Regions from separate parts of the Zea mays genome. Here regions 2 and 3 are each linked to region 1. The links are chromatin contacts, called in public Hi-C maps. All regions are on one chromosome and are shown on one strand. Each heading gives the region's core, a stretch centred on a gene start, on an enhancer-like site or on the middle of the called end of the contact. The rest is flanking DNA. Distances are from core to core; before and after follow the strand shown. Region 1 overlaps LOC103638482 (a long non-coding RNA gene). Region 2 holds the start of LOC103638487 (heavy metal-associated isoprenylated plant protein 29). Region 3 holds the start of LOC542372 (phosphoenolpyruvate carboxylase 1).

What was found. Hi-C and Micro-C count contacts between places; a contact is called where the count stands out from the background.
Region 2: a Hi-C map of leaf shows a contact between it and region 1, with 4 times the contacts expected there. The contact joins the promoter of LOC103638487 here to the enhancer-like site in region 1. A contact is called at or near these places in 3 of 25 Hi-C or Micro-C datasets (ear, leaf and tassel).
Region 3: a contact with region 1 is called in a Hi-C map of ear, with 5 times the contacts expected there. The contact joins the promoter of LOC542372 here to the enhancer-like site in region 1. A contact is called at or near these places in 4 of 25 Hi-C or Micro-C datasets (ear, leaf and tassel).

The regions. Positions count from the first base shown.
Region 1 is chr9:71,068,769-71,071,808 of Zm-B73-REFERENCE-NAM-5.0, forward strand. LOC103638482 (a long non-coding RNA gene) reads right to left here. Exons shown (of 4, transcript XR_558819.4): 4 at 2,618-2,761. Among protein-coding and RNA genes, the nearest start is that of LOC103638482, 4.9 kb to the right of the region's middle. Within about 2 kb of position 1,648, at least 10 of the 20 cell types and tissues checked have an H3K27ac peak or open chromatin away from gene starts, as enhancers often do. A contact at or near this core is called in ear, leaf and tassel, where this site is marked.
Region 2 is chr9:70,893,877-70,896,916 of Zm-B73-REFERENCE-NAM-5.0, forward strand. It overlaps LOC103638487 (heavy metal-associated isoprenylated plant protein 29), which reads right to left and starts at 1,446. Exons shown (of 3, transcript XM_008661386.3): 1 at 1,205-1,446; 2 at 962-1,037; 3 at 135-840. The coding sequence starts at 1,210. The coding sequence ends at 377.
Region 3 is chr9:70,930,809-70,933,848 of Zm-B73-REFERENCE-NAM-5.0, forward strand. LOC542372 (phosphoenolpyruvate carboxylase 1) reads right to left here and starts at 1,647. Exons shown (of 10, transcript NM_001161348.2): 1 at 1,402-1,647; 2 at 900-1,294; 3 at 700-784. The coding sequence starts at 1,581.

The sequences.
Region 1 (3,040 bases), core at 398-2,897:
TTTCAGATACACAGACCCACTATATAATTCGATCTCATCTTCCAGTGAGAGAACTACCACGGGAGTGGGCGCTTGCAGTGTGGCCGCAACACCACCACGATGACGACGACAAGTTCATGGCACACAGATCAAACCGCGTGCACACCATCAGATCAAGAACATTAAACATACCGCTTGACTGGGTAGAGGAGAATCGAAGCCTCTCACGTAGGAGAGTTCAGCTATGTCAAAGACCTGTCGACTTGACAGAGAGTTGATGCAGATCTGATCTCACAGTAACATCGAGGTAGAGCGTGCTGATAACGTGTTGAGAACTACGTTACCACGGATCACCAGATCCGCTCTCTTCGCTCCCGTCAGCAGTAGAGGCGCGAGAAGTCGTAGGAGCCCGTTCCCTTTCCCATCAAGCACGACAGAGAACACACAAGACACATGATATATGTTTGGGTCTCTGGCCTCTTTCTTTTCTCTATTCCACATGAGAGATACATGTTCTATATATAGAAAGGTGATAGTTCTCAGGGGCATATTCAGTATTTATCCATATAACCCTTCACTAGGTTTTCTCAACAGCTCTTGGTCGCGGAGAACGGGGGAGAAGTGGACAAATGTGAAAGCGGAGAACAGCGAATGATAAGGCTGGTTCACTTTTTTATTGGGCTTGGGCCAAAATTCTCCGTCCACAAAACGCAGCCCAAATGTCAGACTACCGTATGATTTAAAAAAAACATCATCTGCAACGGGTGTTTCATGGCTCCTCTCTACTGCTTTAGCGATTAAATGCCTTCGAACTTCATATTTAAGTATCTTTTTAAGGATTTGAAGGTAGCAAAAGAGCTATTCAAAAAACTTATAATGCAGGTCTCAGAACTCTATAAAGGCTAGTTTGGGAACCCATTTTCCCACGGGATTTTCATTTGTCTAGGGAAATAGTTAATTTTTCCTTGGAAAAATATAAATTTTTTAGAAAAATATAGTTTTCGAACTAGCCATAAAGGGGGTGTTTAGCGTGAATCCAGATTCTAGAGTAAAACTCTAAATGGAAGCTGGCTAGAGCTAGCCAAAACACTCCAATTTCAGAGTCACAAACTCTATTAAGTTTTGAGAGGTACAGTATTTTACCTCCTTTACTATTATAAAATCTTTTAAAAGCAACCTAGACATGAAGGTTAAAGTTACCTATCTGCCACTGCCATTTATATGATAAAGCAACCTAGACCCTAGAGCGAAGCTCCTTCACACAGAAGTTTTGGGGGCAGAATTACTCTGGGTGCAGCAAAAAACATCCTCAAAATTTGCATGTGTAGTGTTAATGTGTTTGGATGGTTTCAACCGGCTCCCTTTTATTTATTGCTTCATAGGGATGAATCCAACCCATCTCGGCCCACCACTCGTATGAAGTCCCAGAACCAAATCTTGTCGACTAACAGCATCTCTCCACTATAGAAGCTCATGTGGAGATGCGTCAGGCCAGAGCCAGTAGTGGTAGCGCAGCGAATCGCCATTCGGATGCGTACGATCGAGCGGACCGATTATCATTTTTATACAGCGCGTTCCATGCATGTAGCGCGACGACTATTATATTCCGATGCTCCGACCGTTCAGCACTTGATTGGCCTCAGGTTGTGCAGCGGATGTGGCGCAGTCACCTAACACGTGATCGTCGCACGCGCTGGCACTGCAGTGCGCATCCGATCCGCCCGATCGGTGTCTCCCTATAGCCACGTACGGGAATAGCAGTGTTTTGTGTGTTTGTTTCATGCATGGATAGGTTGTCCACCATGATTTGCTCGCGCATGCGAAAAATAACTAGGTGCGATGTAATAAGTTGAAGCTAACAAATTGAGAAAGTGTTGGATACTTGACTTTAATTCCTTGAAGACGTTGAAAATAAGAGCCCGGATTCACCGTCCAACTCTACCGACCAACTCTATGAGGCGAGCCGACCGACCAACTCTATAGCTCGTCCGAGGCCAATACCGGATGAACGGCGCTTTTCTGACTCGTCCGAGAGCGTCTCAGGCGATGCTCCAGAAGGAGCCCAACTCCGCCGACCAACTCTTCGACGACCAACTCACTGTCAAACAACCCGACGAGGCAAAGATCTAAGTCCAGCGCTACTGATCCACGTCAGCTACGACGGAACGTGTCACCCACTACACGACGGTTCACTTACAGCGACCTACGGTTGGTTGCTAAAACGGCCTTCAGCGACCTACGGTTGGTCGCTAAAAACTTTTAGCGACCCATAAGGATGGTCGCTGTAAGTGCCGTCGCTAAAGGCTTTAGCGACCGACATCTTTTTAGCGACCAACCATCCGTTGCTAATATTGTATATTTAGCGACCAACCGTGGGTTGTTGTACTATAGATTTAGCAACCAACCGTAAGTCGTCATACTATACATTTAGCAACCAACAGAAAGTCGCCCTTTTATAGTTGTTATTAATAAAAAATATACATTTAATTAAGCACCACAAATCACAGATTTTTATACACAAATCATAAAGACATACACAGTTAATCAGTATACCACAGTCATAAATCCATCACATAAACACAAAAGCACCACAATTATATATTCACAAAAGTATCACAATTATAATATCATTCACAACTAGATCATTTACAAATAGCTAGCTAGATCATTCACAAAAGCTCCAGAGATGATCAGTCACAAAAGCACCACAGCGACATCACTCCAGCTTGAAGCAGTTCTTCTCGTCTTCTGTTTTGTCTTACTTGTCTTCCTTCTTCTCTTGCTGTTTAAGAAGAGAAATAAAGAAACCTTCATATTTCCACATACATACATTACTAGACTAGTCAAGATTCGTAAATACAGGATAGCAGTTCATGTGAACTGGGTTTTGTTGCTTTGGGCATATTTCATTTTCACCAAACCAGTGTATCCAGACCACAAATGGGTACACAACAATTTGACTCAATACCTGCTTTGTATAAAGTATTTGTGTGCTCTCACCAGGTAATGTTCTACTATTTCCATTCCATAAGATCAATTGTGCTTGTGGAACATAAAGAAC
Region 2 (3,040 bases), core at 196-2,695, 180 kb before region 1:
GATCAGTACGCATTATCTAATTTGACCACATACTTCTGTCTTTTATGATAGATGTGTGCTATCTTTTTATGATAAGCCTGTTAGGTAACCTGTTAGATTACTTGCGGTGGAACAGATATTTAGACTATTTATTGTTGGTCATGATTTATATTTGGAATTTAATATGAAAAGTGTCTAATTTTTCAACAGCAACCGCCTGCCCGGTCACAAATTTACACTAATGTACAGCGCAGTACAAACAAGGCAGTATTGTATTGTACATTTATACATACAGGATGAATGGAAACATAAACCCAGACACAAGCGAGGCCGATGATCAATCATCATACACCCGAACGACCACACCGTACCGACCTCATGGAAGGATCGATGATGACTACATGATCGAGCAAGCACTCGGGTTCTCGTCGCTGAAGTAGGACCGCACGGCGGCTGGCACTACGTCGCCGGGCTGCTCGTGGTCGTGGTAGTACCCGTACAGCTCGGAGTCATAGTACCCGTGGACATGGTAGTTGTAGGAGCTGGCCTTGGACTGGGGGTACTGATGCCCCGCCGGCTTCGTAGCCACCGCCGAGATGCCGCCGCTGTTCTTGCCGGCGCGCTGGACGCTGCTGTAGTACTGGTGCTGCTGCGCTTGCGCGGGCTTATTGGCCTGGTACTGGTACTGGTAGTAGGCCCGCATCGCGTGGGCTTGGTGGTACGACGGGTTGTTGTAGGCGGACGGCCACAGCACGGCGAGCTTGCCCGTGCGCCGCGCCGCGCGGAGCGCCTTCCTCTGGCTCACCGACCCAGTGACAGTCACCTTGCCGTGCATCCTGTCGATGCTTACGTGGTGCACTCCTGCAGGAAGAGGAGGTTCGATCAGTTAATTATTGGGCATGGAAATTTCAGCGATAGATAGGTAGACCGGTGCAGGATTTGTGCCTGCGTGAAGCAAAGAAAAATTGGACGATGCGAGCACCTTTGAGCTTTTCCAGGGCCTTCCTGACGTTGTCCTCGCAGCCATCGCAGTCGATGCTCACATGCATCTCTACGATCTGCAAAAAGCTAGGCACGACGATGCATGCACGGTTTTAGTTTCAGAGAGGGATAGGAGAGCTAGTGGACACAAACACCATCCATCGATCAAAAGTTTCCTGTCAACTTAATAATCGATCGGCAAGTGAGGTATACTAGATCATATCGAACAGAAACTCAAGCTTACCGTCATGGTTTCCTCCTTGAACTGTCGATGCACCAAATCCAAGAGAATCACCACTCTGGGGAGTTCACTTGCTAGGAGCCTAGGACACAGGAATCACCACTGGAGATGCAGCGCGGGGAGAAGGCATTATATTAAAGGAACATCAGGTCACGGGTACGCTAGCAAGTAGCCTCAGCGCTCATTTGCCATGACGTACGTCGCTGGCAGCGTGCTTGTCCCAGTATTTCTTCGCTTCGAATGACATGGGAGTTGCGTGCCATTGCTTAATAAGATGCTTCGGTCATGAACAGCGACCTGCCAAGTAAATTATGTTGAATATATCAACGCAGCAGGGATTGCGTGGTGTCAGATAGATACATGCAAATTGAGGTCACTGTTCCTGTGTGAGAAGGGCAACCAACGAGAGGTTCATTTTATTTTTTTAAAAATTAAAGTTAATTTAGATAGGGTTGTTATCTGGTCAAGTCTTTTGATCCTGACCTCCATCCAATATTGATGTAAGCCTTTTAAAATTAAAGGAGTGTCTGAATGTACTAGAGCTAATAGTTCGCTGCTAAAATTAGTTGAAGTATCAAAACAGTCTAGCTAATAGTTCAGCTATTAGCTACTTTTTGGCAAATTAGGTAATTGTTAGTTTACTATTTTTTAGCTAGCTAATTTCACTAATTTTTTTAGCCAACTAACTATTAGCTATAGTGCATTTAAACAACCCCTAAGTGTGATATAACTTAATTGATGGTTTTCTTTGTCGGAGCTGCCCACTTGAGTCCAATTTCCAAATTTGGAATAAGCAATTGTATCTTTCTTGATCTAATTTTTTTAGAAAAAATACGTATATAAATGGACGATGTTTCAGGAAACATAACTATTAACCCACTCTTCTGTCTTACCTTTTTGGTTGGCTTTTAGTTTTTCCGGTAGGAAAAGCATTTTTAGGGCTAGTTTGGAAACTTAAATCCCTTTTGGGATTTCCAGAGATTAAGTGGAAAATTAAGCTATTTTTTCACTTAAACCTCGAGAATCCCGGAGAAGATTTAAGTTTCCAAACTAGCCCTTAAGGACTAGTTTAGAAATTCAAATCCTCTTGGGATCTCTATCTTTTCCCAGGGTGAGAATCCAATGAGATGCCATTTAAATAAGAGATTTAGTTATTTATGGGAGGTTTTCATTCTCTAGGTTTAGCCTCTTCCTTCCAAATTAGTCCTAAATAAAAAAATTAGTTAAAAATGGGAGGTTTCCCTCCCTGGGTTTGGCTCCCCTTCTTTCAAACTAGTCCTTATTTTGAAGCCCAACCAAGCACAGTCTGTATGAGTAGTTGTATTTTTCTTGAATTATTTTAGAAAATGTAGGAAAGCCGTGGTGTTTTGAGAAACAGAAATTTCGACTCACTCTTTCTTTTTGAAAACAATATTGGTGAAGAGTTGTACTTTAGTAGCAAGATAATTCGATCTCCTAGACGATCTTGTGGACTTATGTTGTGAGAAAGTAGTCAATGGTGCTGCTAAAATAACATGGTATTCTAGAGAACACTCTAACATTCTCCCCGTTTGTTCTCTTCTTTTTCTTGTTCTTTAGCTTTCTATGTTCCACTCCTTGACAAGTTTGCATATCGAGACCAATGGGTGACAATGACCAATTAAGTGTCACCGAACTCATTGGCTATAACATGTTCCACTGCCTTAGAATGAAATATCTTTTCTATGGCTACTTCTATAACCCCTTTTGATTCAGGATCATAGGCACTCCCTCAGTCCCATGTTGGCTACGTGTTGTCTAAACACATTGGATGGAAGGCCTTTTGTGAGTGGATCCACTAGAATCTGCTGGGTTCTAATA
Region 3 (3,040 bases), core at 397-2,896, 140 kb before region 1:
CATAGGCTAGCTAATTGATAGTGTGGAGTTAAGGCTATCTAGATTTGATTCCTCGTCAAGGAGAAATTGGGTGCCCTACTTGTTAGGAAAATATAATGCTGAGTACAACAACTTGATTACAACTAAACCATTAATGCATCTGTGGTACCGATGTTCTACTCAGATGGCTCTATATGAGTAAGAGATCTTTGTACAAAATGATCTTTTTTAAGTAAGGAAAATGCTTTGAGCACAGCTGGAGAATAGCATATAAATAATTCAGTGTAGTTTTCATCAAGTGGTCTTCAACATTGAATCTTGAGTCAAGTCGGCCTCATATGGTTATACATGTAGCAGTCCTCCCATTGCATTGTTACAACATAAAGGTGCAGTCTAGCTCTTTCCTGATTAGGTTAGTTTCTACTTTGGAGTTTGCGAAGACAGTTTAAAGAGTGGAAAAGTTCGGTTGTTTATTACCTTAGCTTGGTAATAATGAATATATATTTATATGTGTTTTAATGAGAGAACCTGACCTGACTTGACATATAAATAAATTGAAGATTTCTCTGGCGCACTAACTTACACGTGTCATGCTCGATATCTTGCAAGCTCATGAGTCCACGTGTACTGTGCATGTGTTCTATTCTATCTCTATCAAAGAATGAATGTCTCTTGATAAAGTTCTTGCATTCCCTGGTGTCAAATGTAATATGTACGTACCTCTCTCTGCAGAGCCTCATCGAGCTCCTGCTTGTCGTCGTCAGTGATGTCCTTGGCATTCAGCTGGGTCAGACAATTTCGGATCCTGCAGCGACAAGACCAACATTTTTTATTTATCAAAAAAATAAAAAAAAATAATAGTTAAAGATATATAACGTGAATAGCATGCATATCGATCAAGCTCATTGAAAAATATATACCTGGCATTTTTTTGCAGGAGCGAGCGGCGGGCGGACTGCGTAGGATGCGCGGTGAAGACGAGGTCGACGGTCTGGTTCTTGAGCGCCTCGAACACCTCCTCGGGGGACTTGCCGACCTCGGACACGAGGCGCTTGAGCGTCTCCTCGATGTCGGACTCGGTGGTGGCGGAGCCCTCGTCGGCGAACCCACCTTTCTTGAGCTTGCTGTTGCGGCGGCGGTGCGCGATCTGCACCTCCTCGGCCAGGTTGGCGAGGTTGAGCATGTGCAGGATGGAGCTCGCCACGAGGATGGCGTCGGCGGGGGCCAGCCCCGTGAGCTTGGCGCCGAGCTCGCCCAGCTTCGTCGTGTCTCCTTTGCCCTCGTAGTCGGCTGAGACCTCGTAGCACTCCTGGACCTGCATGCATGCATTACAGTAAGCACTGGCGGGGAGACGTACGAGCAGTGCCGCGCGCAGGCGGCAACCGGTCGAAGAAGAAATGGGCGGCGGCAGTGGTTAGTTACAAATTCGCGAAGGCTGGGCCCGTGGAGGTCCTGGAGGATGTTGAGGAAGCGGTCGACGAGCAGCGCATCGTACTCGATGAGCTTGTCGTCCTCGGAGACCTTGCCTGGGACCAGCTGACGGAGCTGCGCGTCGATGGAGTGGTGCTTCTCGCCGGGGCCGGGAGCCTTGGTCGACGCCATGGCGCGGCGGGAAGCTAAGCACGGAAGCGAGATGGTTGGAGCGGCACGGCGTGCTGCTCGTGCTGCTGCGATGCGATTGGTGATCAATGCAGTGCGCGGGTGGGTTCAAATAGGGATGGGGAGTCGTTGGCGGGCGGGTGTGTGTGTGGCTGTGCACGGGAACGGGCGGCCCTCGGCGTTCGGAAAGGCGCGGCCTTGGGCATGTGATCGGCGGTAACCGCAACGGAACCGGCTGCGGCTGAGGCTCCTTTTTGGCTTGGCTTGCTGCTGTTAGCGGCCGGAGGGGATGTGGAGAGGGGTGTCTGCTACTGCTGGCGGCAATCGCAAGGGGACCTGGAGAGCTGCGGCTGCGGCTTGGGCTTGCTCCTCCTTGCTCCTTTTTGGCTTGGCTCGGTGCTGTTGACGTGCTTTGTCACTGCTCACCTGCCTTCTTGTGTTATTCCGTTGGCTAATTGGGTAGCAGGATGTGGAGAGGGCGTCCCTTAGCAGTTAATGCTGGATTCGGGGGATCGCAAGAATTTGGAGGAATGCTTTGCAGGATGTGGAGAGGGCGTCTGTTAGCAAGTAGGCTGCATCGGAGTGAAGAATCTGGAGGGATGTGGCGAGGGTGTCTGTTTGCAGGATGTGGTTGAGGGTGCAGTGAGGCGGCTGTGGCTAAGAGTCGTCTTTGTAGATAATTTTTTGTTTCCATTAACATTTAAATTAAATTTATGATTTTAAAATTTAGTTTCCTAGGAGGATAAGGAAAAAAAAAAGTGAACCTGTGGTTAGGAACTCGGCATTTTATTGTTCCAAATAAGTGTTCAACCTGAACAAGAAGTGCCGCTATAATAAATTATTGTGGTTCAAGAAAAAGTATATTTAATTCTTGGTATGCATACATGGCTATTGTAGGGATAAGGGGTGTCATTCTACGAAGGGCACCATACATATAGGGATAAGGATGTTGTTCTACCAAGGGCACCGTACAGGTGTCTCCTCCATTGGCGCCGACCGTGCACAAGCCAACAAAGATATGCACGATGCGATGTGTTGTTGGCACTTGGCAGCGGTGAACATGCACGGATTGAAGAGAGAGGTGGATTTGGGTTGGGATATCCACACAAAAAGAAGAATTTTAAAATATAGACTGTGTGCTTAAATGTACATATTTACAGAATTATGGTCTAATGCATTTGTTATCACAATTAGAAATGAGATAATGCTAGGTAATTGAAAATAGAAAAACCATCGAATGACCTTACATTTATATTAGTAGCTAACCACGTGTCCTAACACCATTACATCGCTAGATCCTCGACATACTATCAACATTGTGCATTACATCGAGCTAAGTAAAGAACTGATCGGCCATGGCATGATACAATTCTCAATTTTCCCATATGCAAACAGTAGCAATGCAAATGTTCTCTTTCAATAATACTTGTCACTTATGTGAAAAACACATCAAACTTATATA